Linked DNA regions of Danio rerio: region 2 is linked to region 1. Evidence: chromatin contacts called from public Hi-C data. All regions are on one chromosome and are shown on one strand. Each heading gives the region's core, a stretch centred on a gene start, on an enhancer-like site or on the middle of the called end of the contact. The rest is flanking DNA. Distances are from core to core; before and after follow the strand shown.

The links. Hi-C and Micro-C count contacts between places; a contact is called where the count stands out from the background.
Region 2: a contact with region 1 is called in a Hi-C map of embryo, with 2.1 times the contacts expected there. The contact joins two enhancer-like sites. A contact is called at or near these places in 2 of 18 Hi-C or Micro-C datasets (caudal fin and embryo).

What each region holds. Positions count from the first base shown.
Region 1 is chr16:50,448,009-50,453,992 of GRCz12tu, reverse strand. otud7b (OTU deubiquitinase 7B) reads right to left here. Exons shown (of 12, transcript NM_001077744.1): 12 at 2,305-4,456. The coding sequence ends at 2,993. Among named protein-coding and RNA genes, the nearest start is that of mtmr11, 19 kb to the left of the region's middle. Within about 2 kb of position 2,727, at least 3 of the 62 cell types and tissues checked have an H3K27ac peak or open chromatin away from gene starts, as enhancers often do.
Region 2 is chr16:50,551,726-50,557,709 of GRCz12tu, reverse strand. It overlaps a transcript of mtmr11 not described here. Among named protein-coding and RNA genes, the nearest start is that of sv2a, 27 kb to the left of the region's middle. Within about 2 kb of position 3,234, at least 4 of the 62 cell types and tissues checked have an H3K27ac peak or open chromatin away from gene starts, as enhancers often do.

The sequences.
Region 1 (5,984 bases), core at 1,478-3,977:
GAAAATTAATAGGAGTCAAAATGCTGCAACTAAACATTTAGCTAAAACCAGAGGGTAAAATCTGTTACATAACAAGTGGTTTAGCAGAATGTCCATGCTGCTATTTTATATATAATGAAAGTAAACGGGAGTCAAAATGTTGCAGCTAAACATTCATATAAATCCAGTGGGTAAAATCTGTAACATAATAACAGGTTTAGCAGAATGTCCATGCTGCTCTATTCTATGTATTGAATAAAATGAAATATAATATAATATATTATATATATATATATATATATATATATATATATATATATATATATATATATATATATATATATATATATATATATATATATATATATATATATATATATATATATATATATAAATAAATAAATGGGAGTCAAAATGCTAGAACTAAATAATTTAGTTAAACCAGTGGGTAAAATCTGTAACAGAAAAGAGCAGCATGAACATTCTGCTAAACCTTTTAGGTTACAGATTTTACCCACTGATTTAACTAGACGTTTAGTTAAAGCATTTTGGCACCCACTTATTTTCAATACATAGAAATGAGCAGCATGGACAAACTGCTAAACCTCTGATTGTACGTAATGAAAATAAATGGGAGTCAAAATGCTGCAACTAAACATTTAGCTAAAACCAGTGGGTAAAATCTGTAACATAAGAGGTTTAGCAGAATGTCCATGCTGCTCTTTTCTATGTATTGAAAATAAATGGGTGTCAAAATGCTGCGAATAAACATTTAGTTAAAATCAGTGGGTAAAATCCAAAACATAAGAGGTTTAGCAGAATGTCCATGCTGCTCTGTTCTGTATAATGAAAATAAATGGGAGTTAAAATGCTGCAATTAAACATTTAGATAAATCCTGTGGGTAAAGTCTGTAACATAAGAAGTTTAGCAGAATGTCCATGTTGTTCTTTTCTATATAATAAAAAAATGAACAGGAGTCAAAATGCTGCAACTAAACAATTTAGTTAAACCAGGGGGTGAAATCTGTAACATAAGAGGTTTAGCAGAATGTCCATGCTGCTCTTTTCTATATAATGAAAATAAATGACAGTCAAAATGCTGCAACTAAACATTCAGATAAAATCAGTGGGTAAAATTTCATAAAACAAACGAATTTGGCTTAAATAAAGTCAGAATACATGTCAAAGTGAGCTCTCAAAATCTTATTTGCATGCCTAAAAGGGTTATTTTTCTCAATTACGAGACATACAAGAACCAAATGTACTTTGTCAAGACGTCAAATTCACTTTTTTTTTTTAATCCACTGTCTTAATACTCAAGATGAGGGCAAGCTTTTCTGTGCATAATCACTTCTATTCTCACTTTTATCTACCGCATAGTGGATTTAAATGTACCATATATATTTTATGGTCCGCATTTACCTTCATTATATAGAAACCAATGACCTATTTTCTCATTTTCTTATTAAACAAGTTTGAAACGACATGCAGGAGTGAGTAAACAACAGCGTTTTTTTTTTTTTCATTTCTGCCTGACTTGAACCTCTAGCTGGCTTTATTGTCTGTTAACAGTAAAAGGATTTTAAAAGCACAAGTTTGTCATAAAATCTCGACGCGGAGTGCATCGTATAATAATTCAGATATTGAGAGATCTGCTAGCATCCCTCTACGTCCGTAAATGTCAACAACACCACTATAATCAGCACTATCAATCAAAAAAACCAAACAAAATGGAAATTCAGTTCAACAGTCCCCCGGGGGAGGACTGAACTAAGACTGAAAAGGCAACTAGGAAACAAGTGAGCTTGCGCACAACACAGTGGCATCTACAGCCGAACCCTGACCTCCGCAGTCCATTGAAGTGGAACTGCAAGCTCTGCCTCTAAAACGGAGCAAAGTGGCAGAATAGAAGCACAGCAACATAACAGTCCATTTCATTTCAAAAAAATCCACACGCGCAACCTCTGAACAATAGAAAAGTGCTTGATTAGGTGCAGCGACTGTTCTGGGGGAGAAAATGCATCTAGGGATATTACTATGTCCAGTGAACTTGAGGGATGCTGAGGTATTAACCCCAATATCATAAAGGAACACCACTGAAACTGGTGCAGCAGTAACATTTGAATCGGTTTTCAGCATCATCCCCCTTTGACCTGCGAGTACCTACTACTAATTTATTAACCAACATAACACTTCAGCATGATGTACCATTTCCCAAATAAAATTGACATCAGATTTGATCTTCCTAAACCGGGGACATGCACTTGGCTGAATTTAAAGGTTTTGCACTTTTTTTTAGATGTTCTAGAAACACTTAATAGAACATAAACAACTGGGACTTTTAATAAGGACATGTGAAGACCTCAAGCGAAACCTTTGACTGTCAAGGTTTAGCTCCGTCAGTTGAACAAGCAATAAAAAGCACCATATTAGCTCATTTAAGCCAACCAGGTATGGCTTTCCAAAGGGTGCAAGTTAAAGTACTGTAGCGTTGGGCTAATGTGAATAACACTCACTTGAAGTTAACAGTGTGTCGTTGCCTTACACTCGCAATATGGCAAGTCTTACATGGATTGCAGCTAAAATCCTACATGAAATGTCTTATTTTGTATACAAATGCAGCTGATATAAATACGCGTTTTCTGGTTGTGCTTAATGTGTATTTTAGGGTATGCGGCGTGTTTGTGTGACGCACGTTACACTCAAATGTTTATTGCCTGTACTCTACATTCTCACCACAAGGAGGAGACAAAGAGACAGGTAAGAGGATGACCACATCAAGCTAATGTGGGAGGAGCTTAAAGCTCCTGCCTATGAGCCACAGCAAATGTAACACAACAGCAGTCCCATATCCACAATGGCCATAATTTGTGGACACAGAGTCCTAATAACCTGGTTCAGAAAGGCCGATCTATTGTTTTAAAGCAAGATCCACACAAATAGGATATGATGTGGCTCACACTGTAGGCTCCAATGAGTCCATTATGAGAGGAACAGGCCAACGGTTGTCTGTTCAAAACCTGTGGATGGCTGGCTCTGTTTCCCGTCTCTTCAGTTCCTCTCTGTAGCAGTACGAGCAGTAGTTGCCTGTCTCCGGGTGGCCGTAGTAATTGCACGTAGGCGTTCGGCATTTGCTGGACTGCAGGTTGGCCAGGCCACCCGCACTTCCTAAGGAGTAATGCCTCACGGGCATCGGCCCGTTTCGACTGTCCAAAGTAGAGCGCAAGTCCCGCAATCCGTTTGTGTAGGCTCCGCTGGGTTCGCTTGGATAATCAGTTGGGTCATGCTCTTGAGGAAAAGACGTCAAGCAGGGGGTGATGATACGGGATGGGCTTCCCAAGCTGGCGGAGGGCGGGTGGTACTGAGCATGAGGCGGGCCCTGTGCTAGAGGGCAATGTCTGGGGAGAGTAGCATAAGATGGCAGGCCTGGGTAAGATGACGGTGATCCTCCTGCCAGTTGCCGTCGTGTATCCATATAACCATGATGCATATGGAGATGCTGTGTCATTGGGGAAGGAGAATGGTCAATAAAGGTGTGCCTCGGGATTGGGACCACACCAGAGTACATCACAGGACTGAAAGAGGATGATTTCAACGCATTAAAATTCGGAGGCGAGCTATCGGTAACTTCCTCTTTGCTTTCAAAACCTCTGTAGCTCAGCTCAGGTCCGTCCTTCTTCATCTGGGGTCCAGTAGTCGAGGCAAGACCTCCTGCTGCTTTCCGTTCCGCTTCCCTTCTCTGTTCCTGTTCTGCATGAAAGCGTTCCTCTGCATCGACCAGGTAGCGCTGAATCATTTCTTCTTGGAACGGCTGCCGGTTGCTGGTGGTAAGGAGCGCAGAGAAGATATACTTCCTTTCACCTTGCATAGCAGATCGAAGGATGCTAAGACTAACTTTCACATCCGAGCTGTATTTGAAAGGGTCACTTTCCGAAGAGTAGCCTCCATTTTGCCGCTCACTGGTTGAGGAGGGTGAGCCTTTCCCAGAGTCCTCGGAGCCAGTTTGAATGGAAGGAGAGCTGTCCTTACTGCCCTTACGGCCTCTCAGAGAGCCTTTCTTCTTCTCCTGACCCTCTTGTTTGCCTCCAGTTCCACTTGCATTCTTCCCTGGCATTAGGCCTCCCACATTCTTCTTCAGCTTACTGCCCAGACTCTTGCCAAAGCTTCCCAGTTTGTTGGCAACAGAGTCTGCACGCTTCTTGTCTTTGTCCTTATCCTTTTCTTTATCTTTCTTCCCCTTCTCCTTTCCTATTGTGCCGGTGGTTCCTCCTGAACTGTTGCTGGATGAGCTTGAGGAACTGGAAGATCCACCACTGGTTTTGCCTGTTGTCCCACTGGTTCCAGTAGTACTGCTGTCACCGTTGCCATTGGAACTGCTACTAACGGACTCCTTATCAGACTCTCCAGAGTCTGGTGGGGTGCGGGCATCCTCTCCTGCAGATGCTGTTGGTGACTCTGGCTGTGCCAGTGGAGCCTGCTGTGAATTTAAACAACAAAAAAGACCTGTCAGACAAGTTCTAGATCAAGAGTGTCCAAACTCGGTCCTGGAGGGCCGGTGTCCTGCATAGTTTAGCTCCAAGATCCTTCAACACACCTGCTTGGAAGTTTCTAGTATACCTAGAAAGATCTTTATTATCTGGTTCGGGTGTGTTTAATTGGGATTGAAACTAAAATATGCAGGACATTGGCCCTTCTAGACCGAAGTAGTGTTCCAAATCGCATATTTATGCACTATTCTACGCCCATGGTGCAAGTAGTGCGTTCACATTTACATTTTACATTTAGTCATTTAGCAGACGCTTTTATCCAAAGCGACTTACAAATGAGGACAAGGAAGCAATTTACACAATTAAGAGCAACAATGAATAAGTGCTATAGGCAAGTTTCAGGTCTGTAAAGTCTAAGAAGGGAAGTATTGGTAATATTAGTAATTTTTTTTTTTTTTTGGGTACAGTTAGTGTGCTATTCAGAGAGGCAATTGCAGATTAGGAAGTGAAGTGGAGACTAAATAGTTGAGTTTTTAGTCGTTTCTTGAAAGTAGCGAGTGACTCTGCTGTTCTGATGCAGTTAGGGAGTTCATTCCACCAACTGGGCAGATTGAGCGTGAGCGTGAGCGAAAGTGATTTCTTCCCTCTTTGGGATGGAACCACGAGGCGACGTTCATTCACAGATGAACACTGAAAACTCTAAAAAGAACAAGTGCACTTTAAATACCCGGATGATGGACTTATTCAACCAGTAAAATGTGTGGAATGTTGGACACTTCACGCACTCAACAACCGCAACTTTGCTCACGTAGTGGAAGGGGCAGAGCTTTCAGGCTCTTATATGGGATTTCATTATTTATTTTGGATTGTGAAATCAAAATTCCCCTATGAGAGTGATCATTCATTTCACTTTTCAAATTTGGCGACCGTAAAAACATCATCAGGGAAACGGTTTTAATTTCTGCTTAGTAAAAAAAACAAAAAAAACATTAGAGTTCCATTTGTGACGACACTACATTCAAATAAAATACTGTTGAGTGTGTAAGTGCATAAGTACCAGGCCCGTGCACAGACCTTTACAGGGGCAGGTGCTCAACACAATCGCATAGTGAAGAGCGGGAAGGGGCACCTCAGCCAATGAGGGCAGAGGGGCAGTGGCTCTAGCCACCGGGCCACCCCCCTGTGCACAGCTCTGATAAGTACATAGTGCATAGTGTGCCATTTAGGACAATGCACAGCTCTGATAAGTACATAGTGCATAAGTGCATAGTGTGCCATTTGGGACAATGCTCGAGTTTGGTCATGCCCGTTATAGATGATACTGCGATAATACAATATAAAAATGACTTAAGATTGAGATAAATTTGTATCATTTTTCAAGGAGACAAGATGATTCTTCTAAAACATAAATTAAATAAATTAATTTTAAAAAGATTTGACGCATACTCATATTTTTTTTTTTTTTTCGGCTTAGTCTGTTTAATAATCTGGGTTAGCCACAGCGGAATGAACCGCCAA
Region 2 (5,984 bases), core at 1,985-4,484, 100 kb before region 1:
TAAAGGAAGTGTTTTACTTAAACTACCTGCTGTTAGTCGATTCATTTTGAATTTTGCTGTATTTTATGTTTTTTAATGCCAGATGATATACATTAGTGAAGCTTTTCTGTATTTTTGTAATAAGTGCCATTGACGTAAACGATTATTTATGGAGTCATTTCACAATTGATTGATTTGAAATGTTGTAATGCTTCTTGTAAAGTGCTCATGTTGTAAATATCTCTATTTTGATAAGAAATCGAACATGTCAGGATCTCCTGGGCTCGTTTGTCATATATTTTTAATAACCATTGTTAAGAAATTCAAAACATGAAATTGTAATTAGGAACTTTAAGATGCATTTTATTTATCTATGTGCCAATGAAGGTCGCTATAAAAGAATAAGCAATGAAAAAAAGAAAAGAAAATAGGTAATCATTCGCCCTTGTGCCAGGTGCAAGGATGAAAGTACAAAACAAGTTACATGTTAAGGCAGAAGCATTGGGCAATTTCATTAAATGCAAGACAATAAACATTTGCGCAAATTCAGTCTTGTGAAATATGTTGATGCAAGTCCACTTCTGCTGAATCTCTTAAATCACCACATACTGATATGCATGGAAGCTTTTGTCCACCACATAATAATACTAAAAGTTTTTTAAAAAGTTGACTTTGATCATACAAATTCAACTTTTTTTTAAAATCACAATCGTGTTTTTACATATCTATAGTTTATAATTAAACATTGCAAGACATATAAACTCACATTTCAGAGAAAAAGTCAAAATAGTGAGATGTTAAAGGTGAAATAGGTGATTCATTGAACATTTTTGTTAGACTGGTTGAAGGTTTCTTCACATCCTGATTGCAGTCATGATGTGGTACAAATGCATTTATATGTATTTTATTATTCTGTGAAAAGTGTTGGAGCATGAAATGTTTGTCTATTTAAAACGTTTAGTAAAAACATAATCATAACATAATGTCAAAATGAGTAATAGGTTATATGCACACGGACTTTCAGTTTCACCCAGAAAACTTTAGCGCTTCCGGTGAACTGTCTTTATAAAATTGCCACGTTTAAGGTCTAATTTCTTTGAAAATCAGTCATCTTTACTCCCTGATAGATATACAATATAAAGTGGTTCTCAAAACGGACAAGAAGCACAGCATTAAATTCAACTCCCCCCTGCCATCTCTTCAAAATATGCCAGTTTACTTTACCCCAGTATTTTCAATGGAGTTTCTGCGCTCGCCTGCTGAAAGACACATCTTAGATTCCTAGAGTCTTTCATCTTGTTTTATGTTTGAACAACTAAATGAATGCTTAGGTCATTTAACTGATTATACATTAAAACATCGATGTTGTAAAAGGAAACAATATGAAATTGAAAATGATCACATTAAGCTTCCACCGGAAGAAAAACCCTAGCTGTGCATATACCCCATTGCACACATTGTTTGCTCAGAAAGGCCTGCGTCACAGACGAGGTTCAGACCAGCTTGATCTCACGAGGAAACAAAATTTATTTTACGTTTGTCAGGTTAGTGGCCAATTCAGTCATATGAAAATATATATTTTTAAAAGGAGGCATGCCACTAAAGGCCACCCATTATTGGGGGTAAGCAAATCATACTAAATTGTAAGAATGAGATTATACAAATTCATACAAATTAGCTACTAAATAAAAAAACTTACAAATTGCTGTGAGATGGCGTTTGTTCAGACAGAGAATGGCCCGTAAACATCAACAACATACTTTCTTTATTAAATTGGTATTTAAATTACTACCTGTACTATAAAGTCATGTCTCTGGTGATATCTGTAAATTGTGAGGTCATGGACGAATTTTGGGGAGTGGCGGAAGAAAGTGAACATTGGGTGTCCGTGTGAAGAGGGGGATCAGTAAAATGAGGTGCCGGATCAGATTTCAGAGGTTCCAGATCCGGCTTGTTCCAGCACAAATTAAGTCCTGGATGTAACATGTTATGTATGTGATGTGATGAGGCGGCCCGTGTGGCAAGTCTCTGGCTGGCGGTAATATTGCCAGACCTGGCCCGAGTGTATTTTGCTCTCTGGGATTGAAGTGATGATGTTGTCTAATGCATGTTTATGGAGGTATAGCTTTGAAAAGTGGGATGAAAGCTTTTAGTGCTATCAGGCTAACATTAGCATTTTCAAGATCTCCAATTTCGCCTTTAACTTAAAATTTGTATATGTAAAAAGTGAAATCCTGAGTTCTTTCCCTCAAAAATCTAAAGTATCTTGCAAATTCAAGTTACAAACACAATTTTGAATGTAAAAGATCTCAGAACTCACATCCCGCAATTCAATCTAATCTAATTTTATACAGTATCCCACAAGTAATAATTTATTAGCTCACAATTATGACTTTTTCTCACCGAATTGCCAAGTCACAATGGGCTTCCAATAGATATGCGAAGGAGAAGATAAAACGGTACCTGTGTTAATGTTGCCAGCACCTTTTTCCCCGCAGGGGAAATAAAAGTAGGACACAAGCCTCTGGAGCTACTCTCTCTCTCAGTTTTAGAAAGTCACTGTTGTCAGACGTCTGTGGCATAACACCTTTTTTTCTGAAAAAGTCTCACAGTTCTGAAGCAGTTTGTAACCCACATCACAGAGGCGTTCAAGTCCTTTTCATCAAACCTACAAGGAATAGTTCACCTAAAAGAAATAAAAGCGGTAACATTTCTTGTTGAATGCGTCGTCATCGTCGAGATGAGAAAATAATGGCGGAGCTTTCATTTCGAGTAAACTACTCTTTAACAAGAACGAGCACTTCTGAACATTAGTAGAAAATCCATTAATCTTACAAAAGAAATCATGCAAATAATCTACAGGTAAGTGAAAACAATGTAAGTCCCTTAAATCTACACAGTAAATGAAAACTGAGAAAAGATATCAAATGAAAATACAACATCATTCAATACAAGCATCCGAGTCCCACTGTTCACAATAAGAGATCGCTATCATCACAAATGATCACTGTACACTGAAGATGAAGTAACACTTACATATCCACTAAATCAGCAAAGGCAGTATATAAATAATGCTTGAAATATAAATGACATTGCATCTAGTTTCCGTTTTTACTCCTATATTGCATCAATACTTAATAAAATACAAAAATGCATAACGTTGTGCCATTGCTTTGAATATTGAGAGGCGAGGCAGCATTTTGTTTTCGTCCGAATGCTTCATTTGCATTCAACACTGAGGCTAAAGCATTGGGCTTAAAATAATAATGCGTCCATCTTGTGGCCACTCAGGGAACTGCAGAACCTCACTTGTTATATTATTAGCACGATAGCAGCCATTTTCCCCTCTTTTTTTTTTTTTTTTTTTTTTTTTTTTGCTTGATTAAATAGAAATCACTGTTTAACTACTCTACTGTACTGTACCATAAACTACTGCTACATTAAACGCACAAACTAATCAAAGCTAAAACTGGTTCTTGACCAACACAGAATTTATCAAGTCAGTATTTTGGCATGGACCTCAGACAGGTAACATTTCTCATGAAGACATATTTACTATGTTTTTTAGTTTTACCTAATGGATTTTTTTATGAGAAAATTCCATCATTATTAAATCACCCTCGTGTCACTGCAAAGAAACATGACTTCAGTTTAACTCAAGAAATCATTTATGGTGCGTTTACACTTGGCAGGTTTGGTTCAATTTAAGCCAACTCATTATATATTGCTATTTATGTTTTCTTTCACACACATTAGGGCATGTTGCAGCACATAACAATGTAAATGTAGCTGTTTCTGACTGTTTTAGGAATTATTTTTGATGTTTTATACTTCATTTCATTTAAATCAGGGGTGTCAAACTCAATTCCTGGAGGGCCGCAGCCCTGCTTCAACACACATAGTTGTTCATATCACACAAACCTACAGCACTCAATTAGTTTGATCAGGTGTGTTTAATTAGAGTTAAAACTAAACTGTGCAGAGCTGCGGCCCTACAGGAGCTGACTTTGACACCTGTGACTTACATTTTTGTCATGTTCCACAATATGAAGTCATACATTTTTGTAACAGTATGAGAAGGAATAAATGATGTAAATGAGCAACACTCTCTAGTTAAATACACATTTAAAACTCCCCAAAACACTTTCAATTTAAATTAAATTAACTCAAGTTGTGCTAATATTGCACAGCTGCTTTTACAAAGTGTCAGTACTTTTTTAAACACACAAACATTGCTGTTCAAACATTTGGGGTCAGTTTTTTTGTTTTTCTTTTCAAGAAACTATTATTTTAATTTAGCAAAGATGCACTGAATTAATTCAAAGCTACACTGTAAAAATATATATGTTAATTAACTGTTTCTGCATTAACAGCTTTCCATTTATTTGCGGTTGTGAATTGCATCATGTGATCTTGATCTCTGCTCTGTCGACTTTTGATGTTGAAAATCTCTAAACAGTTTAACATTTTGATTGACATTTCAGTAGTTTGAAATAATATAATGTATAAGAAATAATATAAAGATAAGTCTGTAAAATAACAAAATGTACTGGTAGTTTATAACCAGGTTTTTGTACTGTAATATATAACACCAACGCCAGACAATATATCACTTTCAACTAATAAAAATGTTAACAAAAGTCACCTTTTCCTACTTGTCAAGGCGAAACGTTCTTGGAAGAAAGATCAAGGTCCCAATGCAATTCACAAGCATAAATAAACATAAAAAATAAAAACATGAATCACAAAATACGGAAAAACTGCTAATTTACGGATATGTTTTACTGTACCATAAAATCATACCAAATAAAGGCCATTTTTGCATTCATCAGTAGCCCCGTTTCCACTATTGCGCCTAAAGCGAGCGTACATTGCGAGCCAGGGTCAGTTGCGTTTCCACAGTACTTCCGGGGCCTGATTAGGCCAAAGCGAGCCTTCCTACCAGCCTTTCTCGGCCGGCCGAATACCTTGGGCCAAAAAGGGCCAGCTGGGGCTTCGGAGTGGAATAAAAGCATAGGCAGAGTTTGCCCGAGTCTGGTAAAGATGGCGTGCCGCCCCTATGCTAGATTCCAATCGCACACACGAGTACATGCGGCATATTATTTGCGATTATATTATGGATGGTCATCCCTCTGTTAGTGGCGAGACCACTTGATTCACAATGCCAACAGTCACTCAGCAAGAAAACGAATATAATGAATGAAAATACATAGGCCTGAGTGTATAGACATTTAATGTAATAATGTACAGTATCGTGTTATTTGTTAGCTTCGGTTGTCTCTATTTTAATCGTTTCGTGATGATGCGATGTGCTTTACCTGCCTGATTCTTGCTGAACTGGGCGGTTTGTGTGATGTTTGAATTGGGGGATGTTCATGGGGTGGGGTTTGCGTGCTGCGTTGCGAGCTAGTCTCCTGAAAGTGGAAACGCAACATGATTTCGGCTAAAGCTGGGCGATAAAATCGGTATCGATATTTATTGACTGAAAACCATTGTCAAGAACGCTAGAAATATATTTGGTGCTATAGTTATTAAAATGTGGCTGCTGAGAAAGCGACTTGGAAGCAATGATTCAGCAATGACTTGTACGTTTGTCATCCTCTGAGAAAATTGTTGATGGTCACATAATTACGAGAGACACCAGGGGAGTGCGAGCACAAAGTCCATTGTAAATGGTCAAGGAATCCACGCGCATGACCTTGTCACTTCAGGCTAGAATAACAACACATGCGAAAATGAGTGTCGTATAGCAGCAGTGAAGACGTAAATAAAAAAGGATTTAAGGATGTCGCCAGAGGGGCTTTTTGGTTTCTTTTATTGTGCATCCCAGCCACTAGCACCACATCTGAAAGGTTTTTTAGCATAGGGGGTAATGTAGTCATTCAACTTTAATTTGTAATGTCGCAATATGTATTTGAATAATGATGGCTGATAGCTTTACTTGAAAGCTCAGATTTAATGATCATAATTTCTTCTGTTGACAGAGTTTGAGGTTTACTGTCTCA